Regions from separate parts of the Mus musculus genome. Here region 2 is linked to region 1. The links are chromatin contacts, called in public promoter capture Hi-C maps. All regions are on one chromosome and are shown on one strand. The core of a region is the stretch at or near the end of the contact, and the rest is flanking DNA. Distances in the headings are between cores, read along the strand shown.

Evidence for each region. Promoter capture Hi-C pulls out the DNA fragments that hold promoters and counts their contacts.
Region 2: a promoter capture Hi-C map of hippocampal neurons shows a contact between it and region 1, with 4 times the contacts expected there. The contact joins the promoter of Olfr1389 here to the promoter of Sgcd in region 1. A contact is called at or near these places in 2 of 39 promoter capture datasets (cranial neural crest and hippocampal neurons).

What each region holds. Positions count from the first base shown.
Region 1 is chr11:47,375,386-47,381,274 of GRCm38.p6, forward strand. It overlaps Sgcd (sarcoglycan, delta (dystrophin-associated glycoprotein)), which reads right to left and starts at 3,940. Exons shown (of 8, transcript NM_011891.5): 1 at 3,869-3,940.
Region 2 is chr11:49,428,528-49,434,484 of GRCm38.p6, forward strand. Olfr1389 (olfactory receptor 1389) reads left to right here and starts at 1,900. Exons shown (of 1, transcript NM_147066.2): 1 at 1,900-2,972. The coding sequence starts at 1,951. The coding sequence ends at 2,886.

The DNA.
Region 1 (5,889 bases), core at 2,690-5,189:
TAAAAAAAAAAAAACAAGAAGAAATGTGGCCAATACGATCTATGACCCATAACACAGACTCTCTCCCTTTTTTCAGGTGCTAACAATACTCCAATTCATATCACTAGTCAAAAAACCTTTACGTTGACTTATGATTTCTAGTGCAGTCTTGGGGAGTGAAAGGCGGCCAAAGACAGTCCTTGCAGTGTTACTCCATGGGGTCGATGCCTGATCAGTAAGCTTTGAATGCAGTTCTGCCAATATGCTTAGAGTCACCAGACAGAGTAAGACTATAATGAGGTTATTCCTTCCCGATTAAAGGAGTCTAGAGGTCAAATAATTTCCCTTCATCTTCTGTTACTACTTTTCTGGCTTGTGGACAACACATAGAGATTAAAAAGAGGATATAAAGTCTACGTGGAAGGAGGGGAAGCAGTGCTCCTTGCTCCAGTGCTCCCTTGGTTCATAAGTCTGATCTACAACTGTATGTATGAAAACAATCCCTTTAAGGCTTAGATTATGACAAGCAGGGTTTGAAGGACTGATGGCTAAATGCAGCCTTCACTGACACAGCTCTCAAACTTTCTTTTCTAATAAAATTTCCTGGAAAATCCCAACATAGATTATAAAATAATGCATCTAGGCTCCATCAGAAGAGAGTAGTCCAAAGCCATTCCTTTTCAGTTGGCTGCAGGTTTTATAAAGCCAGACTTGTCAGGAACAGCATTTGTCAGGAATGTCTTCTGTTGGCAAACATATAATTCCCTGGATGTGGGCCCTTGGATTCTCAAGCTTAGATTAGCAAAGATCCCATTGGAACTCCTTCTCCTAGTTCAAAAATCTCTAGGTCTCAGTCTGTGAGTTAAACTTGCCTATGCACTCGCCCTTTGAGTGATAAAACCCCACTTTCTGGGCCTCCAACAGCAGATTGACTAATGTCATGGCAGTTCTTGGCTTTTAGAGTGTTATTAGATAATGTGTATAATAAATCTATCAACTATCTGTCTGTCATCCATCACCTACCTATCCATCATTGGATCTGTCACCAATTAGCTATCAATTCTAACTATGTATCTCCTTAACTATTCCTTCTATGTATCTATCATCCATCTTTTCTACCATCTACTTATCTCTCTCCAAATCTCTGTCTCTGTAACTAGCTACCAATCTATTTATCTATTATCTCTCTGCCCTCCCTCTTGTCTGTCTGTTGATTATCTATGTATTTTATCTTCTTACCTAGCCTATCTATTTATCTTCTATTTATTTTATCATTATCATGAATTTAGTCTACCAATCATTTATCTCCTTTCTCTATCTCTGTGTCTTTCTGGACCAATATATATACTATCACTTCTCTCTGCGATATCTATCTATCTATCTATCTTCTAACCTAATTTCTATTCTTTCTCTCTCCACATCACACTTTGTGTCTTTGTCTCTGTCACCTGTCTTCTAGCTACCCTTTATATCTCTGCATCTATCACAATCTTCTCTCAGTCCTATATCTCTGAAGAAAAAAAAGAACATTTATTTTTGCTCTAAAAAAGCTCATATAGCATCATCTTCTTTTTCAAAACTTTGTTTTAATAAAGTAGGTCTAGCAGAGCCTGGAATAGCTACATTCCAGTAGTGACTTGTTCATGTCCACCTGGTCCCTTCACTCAGTGTTCCTGCAGGAATAGCTCTGCAAGGAATACAGGCTAAAATAAGGCCCCAGAAGCCTCTTCTCTCCTGCTTCGGAAATCTGAGCCCTCTGGGTAATGCTATTCTTACAAAATGGGCTTTCTGATTACTTCCAGAAGGCATTGCAGGGTAGGCTGACCATAATGTTTCTCCTTGTGAGGAAGGTAAAACAGCCTCCTGCACTGAGGCTGTGAGTTACCTTCATGGGAAGGCCAGCAGAGCAGTGTCTGGTAGATTCTATTAAGTGTGCTAATTTCCTAGGCAGAGATCTCCCTCTGTGCCCCATGTTAATTTTGCCCAGCTCTGTCCTTACTGGGTCCACCTCTGTATCAGATTTCTTTTTCTCTGCCTCTTTCTTCCCCGGACTCCTCCTTTCAAATTACAAGAGAGTTTGAGATTCTCTCTTGAAAAGAGAAACTACAGTTTCTTCCCAGTTTGGGCACTGCTCCGCACGAGCACAATCCTGCAACCCAGAGTTGCTATGTCACGCCTCTTTCTGCAGAAAGCTTGACACGTACTAAATTTAGAGGGGGATGACATTCTAGATCACTCTGTCTCTGTTACTGGCAGTGGGTGCCTGGCTATGGTTCAGCTTAGTTACTAATCTGCCCGGGCACCAGAAAAGAGAGCCATGGTCCAGCTTGACTTCTAACTGCCCTCCCTCGCCTGTAGGGAGTCCTGAAATTCTTTAAGCTGCCCCACCCTGCCCCACCCTACCCAACTCTACCCCTCCTGAAACAAGGATGAAGTTTATAAGGAAAACATGTGTGAGCCACAGCTCAAGACTGAGAAAGCCAGCTGTCAGTCATAGAACCGATTCCATCCTCCAAAAACAAAACTATGAGCAAAGTACCAGCTGCTAGTCTGAAAAGTCTATCCCCAGCATGGACTTCTGCTTTACTCCTCTTAGGTCCAGGATTGGAGAAAGTGAGACATCTCAACATCTACCCCTCTCCATTCAGTACTAACAATAGCCTCTTGGACCCGGACTTAAACTCACCCCGTCTTCTAAGAGAAGCAACCATAAGGTCTAGTGGCTCTGTGCTAATGACCTAGTATTCAAGGACTTTCCTCTGTTTTCCCTAGGCAGGCTCTTGCCCAAGTCTCCTCTGGACTTGCTATGGACTGATCACCAAGTTAGCCCTAAAACTGGATGGATGAGCTTTAGTCCAAACTTGTCTGAGCTGAGCTAAGCTCTTAAAGATAGTAACACTGCATGGCTTGTCTTCTAAATACATACACAGAAAGGAGCAATGTAGTAGTCCCAGGAAGGCTATTTATTATATGTATTACAATATAGTGTATATGTATTACAATATAGTGTACATATATGAGAAAGAACAAAAATTGAAGAGGAAAGGCAAGATTCTCTTCTGCTAAAAACTAGTCAACATTTTTAATGCACTGGTTTTAGGGAAAAATAAAACGGAGCAATCGATAGAACATTCACACTATTTGCCTCTATTCTTAACAATGATTTTTCAAAAATAAATGACTGTTTTATGCTATTGCTCTATTATCTGTTATAAAATATAGAAACATTTACTAAACTACAGGTTATTTCTTCCACCAAGTAAAAGGCAGAATAACAATCCAGCATATTTCTACACAAATATATTACTGCTACTCAAACCTCACATAAGAAAGTCAAAGACACATTCGAAAATTAAACACCAGGAAGCCTTACACACATCTGTTCCTACAAAAAAAAAAAAAAAAAAAAGTGTATTCCAAAATAAAAACTTCCAACTCTGATTCCCTCCAAAAGCAGAGAACGGTTTCCTGCTTGGAACACCCCCTTTAAAAATCCCTGAAGCATTCAAAACCGGAATGTCTTCATGGGAGATTATCTTTGCAGTCAAACGAGTGTCCCGTGAAGCAGAAAGGGAAACTTCCAGAGCGCTGGAAGAGGGTGTCAACACAGGAATCCACACACTTTTCCTTCCCCAGTGCTGTTAGCTGTGCAGTGCTAACTTTCAAAAGTGCCTGGGTGCTGTTGAAACTCAGATCTTAAGGGCCCTTTGCGGGCAGACAAAGCTTAGAAGCACCCAGTCCCTCTGCCCAGGTGATGAGCTGAAATGTGTTCATTCACACGTACACACGCGGCCTCTCCCCACCCCTGAATCCCCCAGTGTTGGTGAACGAACAGCAGACAGGGCTCAGGAAGCTAGGCTGGTAAGGCAAGAGCTGCACGGTCCCCTACCTCTCTTGTCTGTTTCACAGAGTGGCGGATGAGAGTCCCCCGTGGTCCCGGGGAAAGCTGAGAGGCTCTGATGGAGGCGGCCACTCAGCCCGCCCCCGTGAGCAGGCCCTGCCTGCGCTCAGGAGCTGCCCCAGTCAGATTTTCCAGCCGCACAACTGCAGCCAAGTCCCTGCCCATGCCTGAAGAATTTCCTGAACAGCATTCCCGCTCTCTCACTGCCTGCTTTGAAACCCTACTCTGCCTCTACTTCGATCCGGTTTTGTCAAGCTGACTCCCAGCTACTGGGCTGTCTCCAGATATCAATGGGAAACACGTGTGTCAAACACAGCCTAGCTTTCCTTGCAAGAGCGCTCATGGCGTCTGTCGGCTGGGTTCACACTCACAGAAAGAAGGCTGCTTCTAGAAACTGGATTTCCCAGACATTCTGTACACAAACTTTGCTCTGGGTACTAGATGCAGTAGACATGCCATCCCTCCCTCCCCCGACCCCCAGTTCAACATTGTCTCTTTGTACCTTGCCTGTTCCACGTGGATTGTGGAATTCCCCCACTGCCTGGGGTAAGCCCCCTGTGTTTCCCTCTTCCAGACCTTAATAACAAACCGACTGCAGCGAAGAGATATAAATTCTAACTCCATCTTCCTCTCTGGCCCTTCCTAAGTTTTTGCTTAAAATTTCAGTTGCTGGGGAAGCAATATTTTTAGCATTTCCAGTTCCGTCCTCCCAAGTTGTCTCCTCCACCTGATTCCTGCTGCATCTATCTCTGCAGCAACTAAAAATAATGCAATTATTTTCCTCAGACACTTCTGATACTTTTTGCTCTAAAGCTGTGCAGGTAACATGGTACTGGCTGTAACGTTTTACATGCTGTGACAACTCTGTTAAAGTGACAGGAAAAGAAAAGAACCTGGGACCAGAATGCATACTACATCTGTGAAGCTGTAATTTTCTCTTTCCTGGGTGGCATTCCCTCAAGATGTTGTGGGTACCTCCTGCTGGGTTTTGTGGTCTACCTTTGACATTTTCTCTTTCCTATCATAAAAAAAGGAGACAAATCTCAAAACACATGTGCTTCCAAAGGGAAGCTACCTATATCTGGTAAGCCAAAGCAACGTTTTCAACTTAATGTTCCAGAAAACAGGTTAAAGAGAAACATTTGGTGTATGAGTTTTGTTGTTTTGTTTTGTGTTAACATTTAAATCACACACATCAACATTTTTCTCTTTCTTTCCTCCTTCTTTTCCTCCCTCTTTGTTTGTTTGTTTGTTTGTTTCTGTCTTCCCATTTTCTTACCAGATTTAAAAACTATTTATATGTTCTTGAGTGGGCTGCTGTAGATCTTAGAACTCACTGGCGTTCAGGGTTTGGCATCAGATTGTGTTGAATCTTCTCAGCATAATTAAGTTTTTGCCTTGGGAAGCATGGTGGGCATTCCTGCAAGCATGCATGCCAGTGTGTGTGTGTATTCAGGCACATGTGGTGAGACACACCCATACATCTGAGGTCATGGTATAATAATTATAGAGCCAGAGAACTTAGAGACTGTTCAATACAAATAGTTTCCAACCTTCATCTTACACAGAGAAACCCAGGCCTAGGGAGATGAGATGATTCATCCGGAGTTGCGAAGACAGTTATTGCCAGAGCTGATGCTGGCAAAGGCACCCTGTGTCCCTGTCATGTGTGCTCTTTCTACTGTTGTGTATTCTGGGAAGGTTATACCACCCAGCTTTCAGGTGAGCAGCCTTCAATCAATTCTGAGTATAACTGTTTCTCTCCTCTAACTAGCGGTCCCAGCTGTAGGTTCTAGTCAATTTGTTTAAATACTTTGGGCCTTGGTTTTTGTCAATGGTGAATTAAAATTAATAATTCTACCTTATAGGAGTAGTTACCCATTTATTGAGGAAAATCCAGGTGACTGACACATTTACAACAGTGCTATAAATCACTTAAGTTTCTTTGTTGTTTTGGTGGAGTAAAACCTAGACCCCCCCCTTCTTCTTTTTTTTTAAATCTGAATTCT
Region 2 (5,957 bases), core at 650-3,149, 2.1 Mb after region 1:
TATATAATGTGTCTATTAATTGATTTAACAATATTTGTTGGGAGCCTTTCCTGCCTTGGGAACAGCACTGGAGCATGGAAATGCAGCACGGAATAAATTCTGCAGACCCAGTTGGACAGTACTTGCAGAACAGTGGTATAGACGGAGAATGCTGAAACTAATTGCAACATGTTTTTGTCATTTAGGATGTACTTGACATTAATATCCACCAAAATATTGTGAACAAGGTTTTTTTTTTAAATTAAGTGAACCAAGTCCCTTGGAACAAGTGACAGGTAAGTAGGGAAAGCAAAGTTCAGAGTCTGACTGCAGAGCTTGATGTATGCGTGTGCCTAACGTGGCCGTCCAAGCTGTCCTAACTATGCTGGGTATGCCATGTGTGCCTAAGGTGGCCATCCAAGTTATCCTAGCTATGCTGGGTATGCCATGTGTGCCTAAGGTGGCCATCCAAGTTATCCTAACTATGCTGGGTGTGCCATGTGTGCCTAAGGTGGCCATTCAAGCCATCCTAGCTATGCTGGGTGTGCCAACTGTACAATAACATTTTGTCTTTGTTGCTCACTTTTCAGGCATGGAACCTAAGTACCTTCCTGGGAGCACTTCTCAGCATTGAGGCATCGATGACCCTCCTCTACAGCAGGTTTAAGACAGAGGGAACATACCAGCTTCCCAAAACTGTTCCCAGTGAGCACAGGTGACAGTTCAGTTGGCTTTCAGTGTCTTGTCTTGGTTTCTGATTAACTTTCTTATCACTTATTTGATGTTTTTCTTAGCACAGAAATATCAACACTGAAAGCTACTTTTATGTATTTCTCAAGGCTGCAATTTACTAAAATGCATTTGTAGCTTAATCTTCTGAGTAGAGGACATGGGTTTGTAAGAGGTTGAAATGAAGAGCCCAAATTTTCACTTTGACATCTACTGCAAGCCATGAAGGAAAATACTATCAGCATGGCAGCCTCTTATATGCCATAAAGAAGAACATTACTATTTGAAAACTCACTATATTCTCTCTCACCCAGAATCTCATAGCTCAAGGAAAGACACAGACACACAAAAGAATTCTTGTGAATGACAAATGCTAGAGCAGAACCATTACAAAGAGTTTTTTCTAGAGAGGAAAAAAAATAACTCCTCCTGGAAAGGCCAGGGATGGATTTCCCAGCTACATTTTTTAAGTGAAATATAATGGGAAATAGTGACTTGCAAAAAGAAAATTTGTTGCAAACCAGTCACCACTAAACTGATTCTGAACTTTTCTCAATCCTTTGCAACAGATGCTGCCAATGATGGGAAGTGTTCCAGGGTTGGCACATTGACAGCACCCGGAGTGATGGATGGAAAGAGATGAGTGCTCAGAGGAGGGACTCATGATGTCAGCCTTGTTAGTCTGCAGTCCGCATCTGCAGAAATACTCCACCTTCTAGAAAGAGAAGAGGAACAATTAAAACAGCAGAGAGTGAAACACTAGTGCTACATTTTACATTCTGTTTTACCTCTTTATTTTGTTTGGGGGCCATAGCTACACAAATGCACCATTAGTCAGCCATGCCAAAAGGTCCCCACTGGATCCTAAAGGCAGCCTCCATGCTGGTGCATTTGACTATTAACCTCATGCTGTGAGGGAGGTGGTAGTTACATTACCTTTAGACAAGGAGGCCTAGGATTGCTATCAAAAGAATCCTCTCAAGTGCTTGAGTGGTAAGAACAAAATCAGAGAACATATAAGAAGCAGGACCATAGTTCAAACAAAATCCATTCACTCCTATCTAGTGATCTCCTCTCTAAAGAGGAAAAGAGAAAAAATACTGCAGAAGTGGAATTGGGTAGTAAAATAGGGAATGTTATGCATGATTCTGGAATGTTTAGGGAACCGTGAGGATAATGTCTTCTTCACATGCACTGCTCATCAGAGGCGTGAATGTCCACTTTTTGTTCAAGTGAAAGGCGATGGGAACTTTCAATGCCAGTTTAGGGAAAGGCTTCATATTAGTAGGCTTCTCTGATTTCCCTCAACTGGAAGTTTTCCTCTTTGTCTTTATTCTAGTCTTTTATCTGCTAACTCTCCTTGGCAACACCACCATCATTGCTCTCTCAAGGCTGGATGTCAGATTGCACACACCCATGTACTTTTTCCTCTCCCATCTTTCTTTCCTGGACCTGTGCTACACCACAAGCACTGTACCACAGCTTCTCATTAACCTCTGTGGGTTGGATAGGACCATCAGCTATGGAGGCTGTGTGGCTCAGCTCCTCATTTTCCTTGCCTTGGTCTCCACAGAGTGTCTGCTCCTGGGGGTCATGGCCTTTGACCGTTATGCGGCTGTGTGCCGTCCACTGCACTACACGACCATTATGCACCCTCAGCTGTGTCAGGGACTGGCCATCTCCTCCTGGGTTTCTGGCCTTGTGAACTCTGTGATTCAGACAGGACTTGTTATGGCCATGCCCCTCTGTAGCCATCGGCTGAATCACTTCTTCTGTGAGATGCCCATATTCCTGAAATTGGCTTGTGAAGACACTAATGGAACGGAGGTCAAGATGTTTGTGGCCCGAACAATAATCTTGATCTTTCCTGCTGCACTGATTCTGGGCTCCTATGGACACATTGCCAGAGCAATTCTGAGAATCAAGTCAATGGCTGGACGAAGAAAGGCCTTTGGAACTTGTGGGTCCCACCTCATTGTGGTTTCTCTGTTTTACGGCTCAGGCATATATACATACCTCCAACCTATCCACAGATATTCAGAGAACGAGGGAAAGTTTGTTGCTGTTTTTTATACTATACTCACCCCCATTCTCAACCCTTTAATATATACTCTGAGGAACAAGGATGTGAAGGGGGCTCTGTGGAAAGTACTTGGGAAAGGCACAGACTTAGTGTAAGAGGAGGAAGTAAGACTATTGTCTGTGATATCACCCATAATCTGAAACCCACCTTTGAGGGACACTAGTGACAGCCCTCAGGGTCCCAGAACCATTCCTCTGGGAATTTGGAAATGGGAGGAGTCTCTTGCAGTGATTTCTAGGTTAGTATATAAGGTCCTTGTACAAGAGAGGAGAGGCTGATCTATTTAGCTACGTTCCAAAAGACTATTAGGGAAGACTTGCATTTAAACTGGAAGTAAAGTAGATAAAGGCCCTAGGCATTTCTACAAGTGGAGGAAGCCTTAATTATATATGACATCATACAACCTAAAGTCATTGATTTCCAGTGTAATGTCATGTAGAAGACCCTTGCTCAAAGGCATAGGGCATGAATTCAATCTAGCTATATTCCTGAACACCTTAGGTTCTGTTTCTACATTTCCTGATAGTAGTTACCCCACTGACCTTCCAGTTGCTCACATTACTTGGAAACCGTGCCAGGAGGCTCAGTGCCATGAAAAGGATTTCATGTAAGAGGAAAGAGACTAGAGAAGACATGAACATAAATGGATTGATCCATGAAGGAGAGGTATATGAAAGAAGAAAGAAAGCAAAACCAGAAGGTTTCTAAAATAGGCAGATTCAAAGAGACAATGGGTTCTTGACATTCTATCATGGCTATTTCCCCCATGTATTAGACAGTTTGCTTTACATCTATCTATCTATCTATCTATCTATCTATCTATCTATCTACTTATCTACCTACCTACCTATCTACCTATTTATGTGATCACATGCATGTGTGTGTGTATAAGTGCATCAAAGCATACATGTGGAGATCAGAGAACAGTTTACAGCAATCAGTGGTCTCCTGGCCCTGTGTGGAGCTCCGGCCCTCTCACTGGCCCTTTCCATGTGTTTAGAGGATGGTTTTCAGTCAAAGTGTCTATGTCCTTCTAACTAAGCTTTTAAGTTTCACTTTCAAGCACTATATTGATTCAAAGAATATGAAAAGGCAGATTTTAAAGCTTTAAGATTATATAGGAAAATATTTTATATAGCTTCATCTTGCAGGTAGTTTATATTTTTCAATTAAAAATATAAAATAAGAATGCATAAGAAGAGTAGACTCCCTAATATTTGTAGCTATTTGACTGAGTATAATGCACAGATTAATAAAAATGTTGACTAACAAGAGAAAGCCCAGAGATATTTTAATAAAATTTTATATACATTGAGATCTTCATAGAACAGTACAAATCCTAAGAAAATCACTAAAGCAAAATGTTTTTTATATGTTTTGAAACACAGAGTAAATAACATATAAAGAAATGGCAAAGTAACTGCATCTCTCAAATCATGTAGGGATGTCTCTAAGAGATATACTTGGGCTGGGGGGTCAAGCCTTGTGTAAGATAATCATTATTTTAAATCATTTATTTATTTGGGTGCATTAAAGTTTTATATCCTACTATCTTGTGGTTGAGTCTTTTTCCTCATGTTAGAGGAGTGTTGTCAAGTCTCCACAAGGAATCTCATTTGTTTGTTTGTTGTTTGTTTGTTTTAGGAAAAGGCCATCTAAATGCCCCTTTCTGAAATTTTTTTTCTCTAATGATTTAAGTTTGAAATAATCAAGATTCTTCCTAGACAGTATTTTTTTTTTTGGCACAGCTCAGTCTCAACTTTTTTAATATTAATGAAGCACATGGCAATATCACAATAGACACATCTGTAATAATTAGATCTGGGTAACTGGAATATTTATAACCTCAAAATGTATCATTTCTTTGTATGCTGAACATTCAAAATCCCTCTACTCACTATTTTGAAGGAGACAAATGTTGTAAACCACAGTTAAGTTTTCATGTAGGGAGAAGATGTTGTTCTTCTCATGCAACAGAACCCTCAGACCTATGAACTATCTCTTTCTTTTCTCGCAGAGATATAGTTGGTTGTTGAAGTTGTCATTGTGAAGCCTTAAAACATGAAAGATGGATTAGGATTAGATGCATGAGTAAGTGCTATCTATCTATCTATCTATCATCTATCATCCATCACCTATCTACCTATCATCCATCTATCTTATCATAAATAAAGTAAAAAACTAAAACAATTTGCAGATGAAGACTTACAATGTACACAGTTGTAGGCTTATATTTTTCAAAACCTACTTTTAATAAGAGTTCTTAAGTGCTTTGACCCCATCTAGCCCTCTGCCCATCAGAGGTAGTAGAAGGAAAAGGTTAATACAGCAAAAGAGAATGTTTAGGAATAGCTCTTTTGAGAAAATCTAATATGCCATGTCAGAATATCAGTAGTTCAGTTCACACAAAACAGCAGTGGCAGCTCGATCCACTGACAAACTCGATTCATGAATCAACAACATCAGTTTGAGAGGCTCTTCCAATGGGCCTGAGTCCATGGAAGCAACAAGAAGCTGCCAGAACAGCACCAGAAGTTCTTTGATGGCGTTTCTCTCTATGAAGTCACAACAAATGATGACTAGCAAAGAACGGTAAGACGGACCAATACCATACAAATCATAGTCACAGTGTCCTTGTCGTCATTGTCATCATCAGCAAAGCCCAACTATGATCACTATACAGCATCATCTACTGTCTGTTGGGTTATATTTATACCCTTTCCAAATATCATGTGTGCTGTCAAGCATCTGCTCCAGCAAAACATCACATGCCCCTTTTCCAGGCAGCTTCCAGAAAAACACCACGTGTCTGTTCTCAACAAAACATCTCTCCACTTTTCTGCTTCAGCAAAAGCATCCTATGATAAGACAGATTCCAGAAAAACATCACATGACACAACTGAGTCTCCAAAGAAACCAAAAATTTCCACTTCACACATCGCCTGCAGTGGTGGCACATGCCTTTAATCCCAATACATGTGCACAACCAATGTCCTAACTTTTCCAGAAAAGTACAAAAAACTTAATGGGGGAAAATGTGAGTACATAATAAAAGAAGAAAATGAAACAGAAAATAAACCATGAAAAAAGGTGTTCCCATCTCCATATAATCAATGAAATGCAAATTAGCATGACACTGAGATGATTTCATACCATCTCATAGGCA